2 separate regions of the Mus musculus genome follow, and region 2 is linked to region 1. Evidence: chromatin contacts called from public HiChIP or PLAC-seq data. All regions are on one chromosome and are shown on one strand. The core of a region is the stretch at or near the end of the contact, and the rest is flanking DNA. Distances in the headings are between cores, read along the strand shown.

Region 1 (4,679 bases), core at 1,539-4,038:
AAGAGCCAGTCCGCAACCCCATGTTTCTTAACCGGCTTGTTTACACTTAGAATTGAGTCTAATAAGATGATGATGTCCTTGAGCTCATCAAGTAATTAAAATTTTAAATTAAGTGTAACATGGACTGTTTCGTTTTCCCTATATAAGATCAACCCGCAAAACCAGCTTAGGTTTCCTGTAACCATCGTCCTTGGCCGGGCTGGCCATTCTGGTGTGAGGGGGGTTGTAGGGGTTTTGTGTTTTTGTTATGGTTTGCTTTGTTTAGTTTTGATTTTTGTTTTTCAAGACAGGGTCTCTCTGTGTAGCCCCAGCTATCCTGGAACTTGCTCTATAGACCAGGCTGGCCTCAGAAATCTACCTGCCCCCACCTCCCAAGTGCTGGGATTAAAGGCATGTGCCACACTGCCAGGCAGAGGTTTGTAGTTTTTAAGACAGGGTCTCACCAGGTCAACTGGACTGGCCTGCAGCATACAATGCAGAGAAGACAGAAGCCCGTGCCTGGGGTGCCCTGGGCCTGCACCTCCCACTTCCCTGATGACTCATTTGCATTCAGTGTCCCTCACTGAGCAGTGTGGACATCCTCTCTTCATGTCTGCTTGCGGATCTGCAGGAGAAATCCCACTGTAAGAGGAATGGGTAGAAAGGTGCAGGACTGAGGGCTGGGCTGTGTGTACTATGTGGCTTTGCTCTCCCCAACGATCCTGCAGAGGGTATAAATGCTACAACGATCAGTAGCTGAAAGTTCTCACCCAGTGGGAGTAGCTGAGACTGGAGACTGTCTGTCTACTAAACTAGGTCATAACAGTAGCTACCGTTCATTAGGCACCACCTGCTTACGTTGGTGTCCCAGGACCTTATGTGTGTCTTTACTGAATCCTGCAGAGCCCAAAGCCCCTGTACTTCCCACACTTCTGCCTTTTGAGCTTTGCTTCCACCGGTCTGCACAACTACCCATGTCACGTGACTTTGTTAGATTGCAATTTCTTCCTGTTGGGATTCTTCATTATACTGCCCCACCACCACCAACTTCTCCACAGGTGCCCCAGGCTAGCCTCAAACTCACTGTGGTGATCTGACCGAGACTGTCTCCCATAGGCTCACAGGCGTGAATTCTTGGTCTCCAGTTGGTGGAACTGTTTGGGAAGGATTAGGTGTGCCCTTGTTGGAGGGAGGGAGTCCCTGGGGCCAGGCTTCAAGGTTTCAAAAGTCTCCGCATTTTCAGTATGTTCCCTGTCTCCTGCTCTTGGATCAAGATGTGAGCTCTTATCTGTCCCTCCCTCTGTGCCTTTGCTCTGCCATGGTGAACTCCAATTCCCTCCCCATCCCCTCCCCAGGGCTGAATTAAGGCTAACGAAAGCCCTTCTTTTCCAAGTTGCCTTGGTCATGGTGTTTTGTCATGGCAACAGAAAGTCAAGAATAACCTTGAACTTTGGCTCCGCCTCCCTCACCCTCTGAAGTACTGGAGTTACTGTTGGGTCGACCATGACCACGCCTACGCCTTGTTTACATGGTGCTGGGGAACAGAGGGCTTCGGGTGTGCCAGGCAAACGTTCTAACTGAGCTGTCTCAACCCCTCTTTCTCACCTACTCATCTCTGATCCATGTGTTTGGTAATGAGCCTGTGTAGAAAGATGTGTGGTCACGAAGGTTATACATACTAAGGAGTTTTACAATTATGATTTCCGACTTTATAGAAGAGCTTCCTTTTAAGAGGGAAAACTGCCCGAGTGCTGGGACTTTTATGGTGGTTATGGTTGTTTTCTGAGCTTTTGTTTTGTTTAATTTTACTGTTGTAACTAAGGAAAATACTTCAAGCCACCAGAGGGCATTGTAGTTAACGTTGGGTGCTGGCTTCATTATAGCTCGTGGCCTCCAGAGGTGCCCGGTGAAATCTGCTTCCATGAAAAGAAGGACTTTCACATTTAATGAACAGCCTAAAGAGGATCGGTAGATTAAACTTGGAACAGGAGAGCTCGCATCCTTTGTATCTAGCAGAAGCAAAGGACAGAGTAGGTGGTGCCTCCTTCAAATGCTATTCTCTTCTTTATTCCTTTCCCCAAGCGTGTGCCTAAACTTTTTGAGTTGCCATCTATGATTGACAATCTTTCCTGAGCAGAAGGTAGGCTCAGGACCTCCCAATGGCAACAGAAATTGAAACTGACACGTGAAAGCCTGTCTCTCACCCATAGTGTCCACCTCTTTGTGGCCTTTATGGCTGCTAATAAAAATGTCTAACTTGAATGATGTACTGCTGGCACCCTCCATGTAGAAGCTGAAGCAGGCAGAAAAGCAACTGCGTCAAGCAAAGCCTTGTGGAGAATAGGTGGCGTTTCAACAGTTGAACACTACACTACTTCACGCCCCAGGTGGGAAATCCTTTGCTACTTTCCGTTCCTGTAGGCCACGTGGTTCTGCTCCATCTTCCTTCCACCTCTCTTCCTCTATCCTCCTCTCTCTCCTCTCTCTTCTCTCTCTCCTCATCTTCCCTTCCTCCTTTCTCTCTCTCCCTCTCTAAAACCTCCAGCCCCACCTTTCCCATCCACTGCCCAATCACAGGCTCTCGCCTTGATTTGCTTTATAAAATGGGCAGAAGGTTTGCCTGAAATCACCAGAGGGCGTGATCCACTCCTTGAGCCAGTCCCTCTTGAGGAAGCAGAATTAGCATCAAAGTACAAACAGCACCAGGGCAACGCACAACAGGAAACAGGTGATGAAACCACACAGTTTGGTCTTGTTCTTGACTACGGGCAAAAGCGTGCACTGTCGAGTGTGACGCTAGCTGTGGGTTTCCCAGAGCCTCCGTGTTGTTCCTTTGCAGGACTGTGCGCTTGCCTGCTCTGAGTCACCATGGGTGACCTGTCACCATGCTCAGGAACACACATTGATTGGAAGACTAGCCACAGATCTCCCAGCCCCCTGCCTTGCTCTAAGATGTCCTAACTTGCCACTTTGTTTTGTTTTTAACCATTTTATTAAATCATTCTCAAAATGTGGATGATCCCTGGCCACAGTAAATATAATAAGGTGTATATAATTCAGTTGTTGCTTTTTTTTTTTTTTTTTCCTTTCAAGTCAAGTTTCTCTATGTATCCCTAGCTGTTTTGGAACTCACTCTGTAAACCAGGCTGGCCTTGAACTCAGAGATCTGCTTGCTTTTACCTCCCAAGTGCTGGGATTAGAGGTGTGCACCACCACAGCCTGGCAAGTTGTTGCTTTAGCACATAGTCCTCACATGACTCTGCTGGCTGCCACAGGCAGCCACCCACAGTTGTCTCAGTCACCCACAATTGGCTGCTTTGTCCCTTAAGAGACTCACTCCAGACTGGGAAGGGATCAGGCTTGCCCAGGGCAGTATGGTCTGGACTTGCATTTCTGCATCTGCCTTTTTTGCAAACACGGGTTATGATTTTCCTAGGTGTTAATTATTAACATATTTCTTGCCGTCCGTGTGTCTGCATCTGAGAGCATCTTTGGCTTCCAGTGATTTGCTGAGAATCAGGCTGCCAGAGAAAACTTTAGATATTTCTACAAAGCAAAACAGGAAAGAATTCTCCTGGGCTAAAGTGCAAGGACTCTGCAAGACCTATCTGGGTGCGTATGTACCGCTAAGATCTCAGGCTCAGCTCTGTTCAGGATGAATGAGTTTGGTGGGAGGCAGCTCTATAATCTATGTAAAATTGTTGTTTTTTTTTTTTTTTCTTTTTGGGTGGCTTGTTTAGTCCCTTGTACCTCACCTATACCCAGATAATCATCTGATAATTGAATAACCAGCAGTTGTCACATTAATCTGTAGAATGGAGCACTAGGCAGCCACGAAAGAGAGCAAACCACAAGTCTGTGTGGCAGCAAGGACGAGCCACACCATGTGGAGCCACACTATGTGGAGCCACACACTACTATGTGGAGGAAAACAGGCACAACCTTGACTTGCTGTGTGGTTCCAACAAATCTCAAAAGCAGCATTAGAAATCAAAGCAGCACTCACATGTTGGGGAAGACAAGACGAAAGGAGGAGATGAAGGTAGACGTAGCAAGCCGATGCTAAGTCAAGGGAAACTGGCTGATGTCAATGGTGGTGCATGCTGGTACTCCTAGGGCTTGGGGAGCAGAGGCAGGAGGATCACTGTAAACAAGATCAGCCTGGTCGATGTACTCAGTTCCAGGCTACATAACAAAATCCTCTTTCAACAAAACTAAAATAAAAAGGGAAAAGGTCACGAGGCCTTTCAAATAGATTTCTAGTAGAAAACATGAAACAGTAGGAAATCTGAGGCAAGATGAGCCTGACTCAAAAGCATCATTGTGACGATGGCCAGAGTCACTACAAGACACTGACACATCCAGGCCAGCAAGGTGGCTCAGTGGGTAGAGGCCCTTGTCACCACCAAGCCTGATGAGTTCTGTCCTTGAACCCTCCTAGCAGGAGATAAATGACTCCCATGAGGTGTCTTCTGACCTCCACACGGGTGCTGTGGCTGCTCAAACCTACACCCATAGAAACTTACACACATGGCATGCTCATATCTATATCCATAGGAACTTACACAAACACATAAACATAATTTTTAAAAGTGAACAGGAGAAACTGACCGATTGGCCATCACTTGGACATCATAAAAGAATATTTGATGTTGCCGGGCATGGTGGCACACGCCTTTAATTCCAGCACTCGGGAGGCA
Region 2 (4,679 bases), core at 1,561-4,060, 110 kb after region 1:
ACTAGGTAGGGGCGAGGTCAGAGATGAGAGGGAAACAGAACATGTGTAAGCAAGACAGCAGTGGGCTGGAGAGATGGCTCAGGGGTTAAGAGCACTGGCTGGTCATCCAGAGGGCCTAAGCTTAGTTTCCAGCACTGACGTAGTGGCTCACAACATCTGTAATTTTCGTTTCAGGAGCTCTGATACCCTCTTCTGGCCTCTGAGAGCACCAGGCACGATCATGGTGCAGAGACAAACATGTAGGCAAAACACCCATGTACATTAAATCTTATAAATTTAAAAAATACAGCACTTTGAATATATATACATATGTATATATACATACACAAAATGTATACAATAAAAAATTTGAGTTGCTCATGGAAGAATAGGTTTATTTGTGAGCTGGTGGGCTTTTCAGGTCTGAGGAATGTGCCCTGCAGAAGGCCATAAATGAGCACACTGTTCTTTGAATAACCAATAGCGTACACTCGTGGTTCCTTTGCACCTTGGCTCTTACACCAGGGTTGCGTCTTTGTGGACAATATCCAGTATGCCCTGCCTTGGGCTTATCTTGGAGAAATCTTCACCACACCAGTAATTCCAGACTGGAGGACTTTCTCCTCTGAGGGTGCCTCTGCATGTGTCATCTGTTAGTCAGGACTCAGCCTACTGTGGAAGTCTCTCAAGCATTACCTTAGCTTCTCCCAACTTAGCGCAGGTACCCCAAGGCTACGGTTTACCGAATCTCCTCTGTCTCACCCCTCAGTGAGACACGTACCTCAAGAAGTTACGTGTTGTACAAGGTGTGGTGATGAGTGCTCAGAAGCCCAGGACCCGGGACGCGAAAGCAGGAGGGTCATGAGTTCAAGGTCATCCTTGACCATATAGCAAGTTAGAGGACTTATATACATAAAATCTTATTTCATTTTAAGTTTTTATTTATATAGCATATATAGTTATTGAACATATAATTTTATTAGGGCTTTTGTGGTTTTTTTTTTTCTTTCTTTCTTTTTTTTTTTTTTTAATCTTGGGAGGGAAGGTGTGACTAAGAGGCCACAGGATCTGGGCTACCTCCAAGGTTCTGTGATGAGACACATGGTACGGAACTTGAAGCTGACTTACAGATGAATAACTGGGAATTACTCAGGGCCGGGCTGGCTTACTGCAGTGGATAGAGAGAGTTGCAGCTCCTTCTCCTATCCCAACAGAGCCACACACCACTGAGAAGTCTGGGAGATTTCCGGGGGAGAACGGAAGCCATACAGAGTAACTCACTCAGAGATGTAACATGCGTTACCTCCTTCCAGTCACTGTGGCTTCCCATGTCTGTCAGGATGCCCCTGAGGGTTTCTGCTTCTACAGTGTTAACCCTTGCTCTCACACTGGGGACTCTGTTCTCCAGAACCTTCTTTCTTTTTCCTTGTGTCCAGCAGCTCTGTCCTTGCAAAAGCACAGCTATCTTGCAAGAGCCCCTCAAGACTGGGCTTGTTGACTGTAGATGTTCCTGCATTGACGGAAGGACTTAGGGGGGGCTTCTCTGAATCCTTGCTGGATCCCAGTTACCTCCTCCAACATCCCCCCGCTCATTGGGGAGAGGAATCTCTCAAGTCCTCAATTTTGCCCTAGCTGCTTGAGGTCTTGTGACTTGGCTAGAGTTGTGTAGATTATGGAAGTTTAACTGAACTGTGTATGTCATCTACGCAGCTATGGGGACATCATCATCCATGCTGGGGTGCAACTTTTTGGTGGTCTCGCTGCTTTGGGGGCCAGCCATGATTTCTTAGCAAGCCCAATAAACTCACTGGTTTTCCACGTTGGACTCTGGGGCAATCATACTTCAGTTTATCCAGTGGATGGTGGCCTAAAAGGAGGAGATAGACGGTTGTTTATATCTCCCAAGGGAAAGTGTTTCGGAAACACTAAGGCACCAAGTCCGAATTATTTCTCCTTTTCAGCGCTCTCCCCCTTTGTTGGGGGGAAGGGGTGGTGTTCCAGAAAAGGGGCCTCCATAGTGGCTCTTAGCAACTTGACCGGGTGGGCTTTAACTAGTCTCACCGCTTTAGTAGATAAGTCTCTTTAAATGTTGGATTTATGCAGTTATGCTCTCTCTCTCTCTCCCACACATACACCCACACACCCACACACACACAGACATACACACACTTTTAGGCTACACACCAGCAGTTTAGAATTTTAAAGTTGGAAGAGCCGCCCAGATTCATTTAGTGCAGTGAGGCCCCGGATAAAATCTGGGTTCATTCAACTCTTTCCCTCCAGCTGCAAGCGCTTCCGCTGTTGATAAATAATCTCAACAGTCTAGGCAGGTAGGTGTCAGTCCTTTTACCGGAGGAGAACCGACTCAGAGAAAAAAAGCGCTTGGCCACGGAAGGGCAGGGACATGACAGAGTTCAGGGCTCCAGGCCAGAGCGGCATTTATTGTGTCCTTTCGGGAAATGCGAATGTGAAATAATCGACTTGGGAGTCCCGGCGGAGCAAAGACAGGAGGAAGGACCAAGATGAAGACTGCAGGATTTTTGCATTAAACCTCCAGGCTGGGCACCGAACCCTAGGTAGCTAGCTCCGCGGTCACCCTTTGACAGGGTGATCAGATGTGTTACGGTTTCTTTAAGACCCAGACTCCGCCCCCCGGCTCATCGCCGACCTCCTCCCACCTCTTGGCGGCCGCTCCGCCAGTTCCAGACTTCCTTCAGCGATGAAGTCATCTCTCAGTTACCGATTGGCTGCGCTATGATGTCAGTCACAGAAGTCGCGCCGCCGTACTAGCCTCCCTCGTTCCTCTTCCTTCGGCGAACGCCCCCTAAATCGGGCTAGCCCTAACGGCGCTAGGTTTCTGATTGGTCGATACGGCTGTCGCTCCCAGGCGGGTAGGGGGGAGGGTGCGGAGGCGGGACCCGGAGTGGTGGGAGGGCCCGCAGCTTCCGTGGCTGAGTGGAGCCGGCGGCGGTCGTGTCTGCGGTGTCCCCGGCGGCAAGAACGACCGTCCCACCCTCCCCACCCCCTCGTTCCCGCTCGCCACGCTCCCTCGGCTTGCGCGGACCTCTCCCTAACTTGGTGCAGTCTGACTGGTACTAGAGGCTCGGGAGGATACGTGAGCGGCTGGCACCGGAGTGGGGCGAGCCGCGGAGCCCGGGCCAGGAGGCGAACGAGGCGGTGAGTGAGAGTTCGGGCAGGGTCCCCCTCCCCCACCGGCCCCGCCCCGCTCGAGCATCCTTTCTCCCCTCGACCCTTCCGCGTGTGCCCTGGACCGGCCGGCCGCTGTAGGCTCCGAGCCCGGGATTGCCTCCCGCAGTCCTCCACTCCAGTCCCGCCCTTTCCCAAGGGGCTGGGGTCTCAAAGCCCTGGTCACTCGACAGGACAGTCGAGTGCGACCGTGCACCTGTGCACCGCCTTGCAGGGCTGTGCTGGCTAGGGAGCAGCTAGGTTCCCGCCCTGGCTGCTCCCCGAGTGTGTGTAATCTGCTTGGGACCGACCGGTCGAGCGCTTTCTCCCGGCCCTTGTGCAAACCTGGAGGATCCAGGTGCAATCCGCAGGCTTCTCGTGGCAAGGAGGTTCACCTGGACCTGACGACCATATAGCAGCATGGGTGCCTCCAGGTCTGCAGGGCTCCGCAGATTTGAAACTTGACCGCCAAAGAAGTGTCCGTCTCGCGTGTGTGTGTGTGTGTGTGTGTGTGTGTGTGTGTGTGTGTGTGTATGTGTGTGTGACTGTTTGTCTATGTACCTTTGATGACTTCCGCCCTCCTCGCTCCATAAGAAAACACTAATACTATAGAGTGGTTAGTGCTGGAGCTTTCCCTGTTAGATTATCAAACCTACGTTTAGATTGCTTATCTGGAAAATGGAACTAACAATACCTATTACATTGGAATGCAGACAGTAAATGAAAGAATTCGTAATAAAACGCTTGGAATGGTGTTCAACACATACAAGGAAGGGATCCAAGAAAAGACGAGTATCCTGATGTTGAGAACTGCTGGATAGGTGTGTGAGTACAGTATAGCTTGTCTTTGTCAGGATTTCTCTTTGTTAGATGACAGAACCAAAGGACAGACTGGTGGTCAGTTTACTGCTTGCCCGAATACTTTGGCATAAAGTGTGTGAAGACTAAGAATGTGAACTTCATTACTTAAATATGATGAAATTACACCTATGCTTCATGGGTTCACATAGTTTTAAAATCCATAAAGTGTCCGGAATGTCCCCAAATTGTAAGTTTTCGAGATCTGAAGCCAAAGCCTGTAGCCTGATCTTTATGTTCAAGAAGTCAAACTTAAGGGCTTTACTGTAGAAGCCCCTTCCACCAAAAAAAGTCCACTTATGAAGTTTTATTGTTGAAAATGAACTGCCTTCCAGGGGTAAAATGGTACAGCCAACTGGCCCACAGCCCCATCCCTGTAGGGAGGGGAACCCTTGGCTGAAAGTTAAACTGAGTTTCATCTACTGGTGTTTGTTTCTTTCATAGCAAATCAGAGGGCTTCCTGATAGCTGGCTGTTTTTTGTTTTGTTTTGTTTTTAAAGTCTCACTGTGTAGCTGTGGCTGGCCTGGAACTTACTAAGTAGATCAGGCTGGCCTTGAATCCAGAGTTCTGCGTGCCTCTGGTTTCTGAGTGCTGGGATTAAAGGCCTGAGCCTTGGAAAGACACAGACTGCTACTGCTTTCTTCAGAGAGAGATC

What was found. HiChIP or PLAC-seq counts read pairs in DNA pulled down with a chosen protein or histone mark.
Region 2: a contact with region 1 is called in an HNF4G HiChIP or PLAC-seq map of pancreatic cancer cells. The contact joins the promoter of 4930483J18Rik here to the enhancer-like site in region 1. A contact is called at or near these places in 1 of 39 promoter capture datasets (the C10 cell line), 3 of 15 datasets of contacts at CTCF or cohesin (CD8 T cells, the NIH/3T3 cell line and large pre-B cells), 28 of 484 Hi-C or Micro-C datasets (the AML12 cell line, B cells, the Ba/F3 cell line and 21 more), 18 of 115 datasets of contacts at active chromatin or transcription factors (the 230-238 cell line, CD8 T cells, DN3 thymocytes and 10 more) and 1 of 9 other capture datasets (embryonic stem cells).

The regions. Positions count from the first base shown.
Region 1 is chr15:81,299,415-81,304,093 of GRCm38.p6, reverse strand. No RefSeq gene overlaps it. Among named protein-coding and RNA genes, the nearest start is that of Gm52179, 41 kb to the right of the region's middle. Within about 2 kb of position 2,788, at least 181 of the 459 cell types and tissues checked have an H3K27ac peak or open chromatin away from gene starts, as enhancers often do. A contact at or near this core is called in the 230-238 cell line, the AML12 cell line, B cells and 19 more, where this site is marked.
Region 2 is chr15:81,188,984-81,193,662 of GRCm38.p6, reverse strand. 4930483J18Rik (RIKEN cDNA 4930483J18 gene) reads right to left here and starts at 2,810. Exons shown (of 2, transcript NR_015603.1): 1 at 2,658-2,810; 2 at 906-1,846. Mrtfa (myocardin related transcription factor A) reads left to right here and starts at 2,927. Exons shown (of 14, transcript NM_001082536.2): 1 at 2,927-3,156.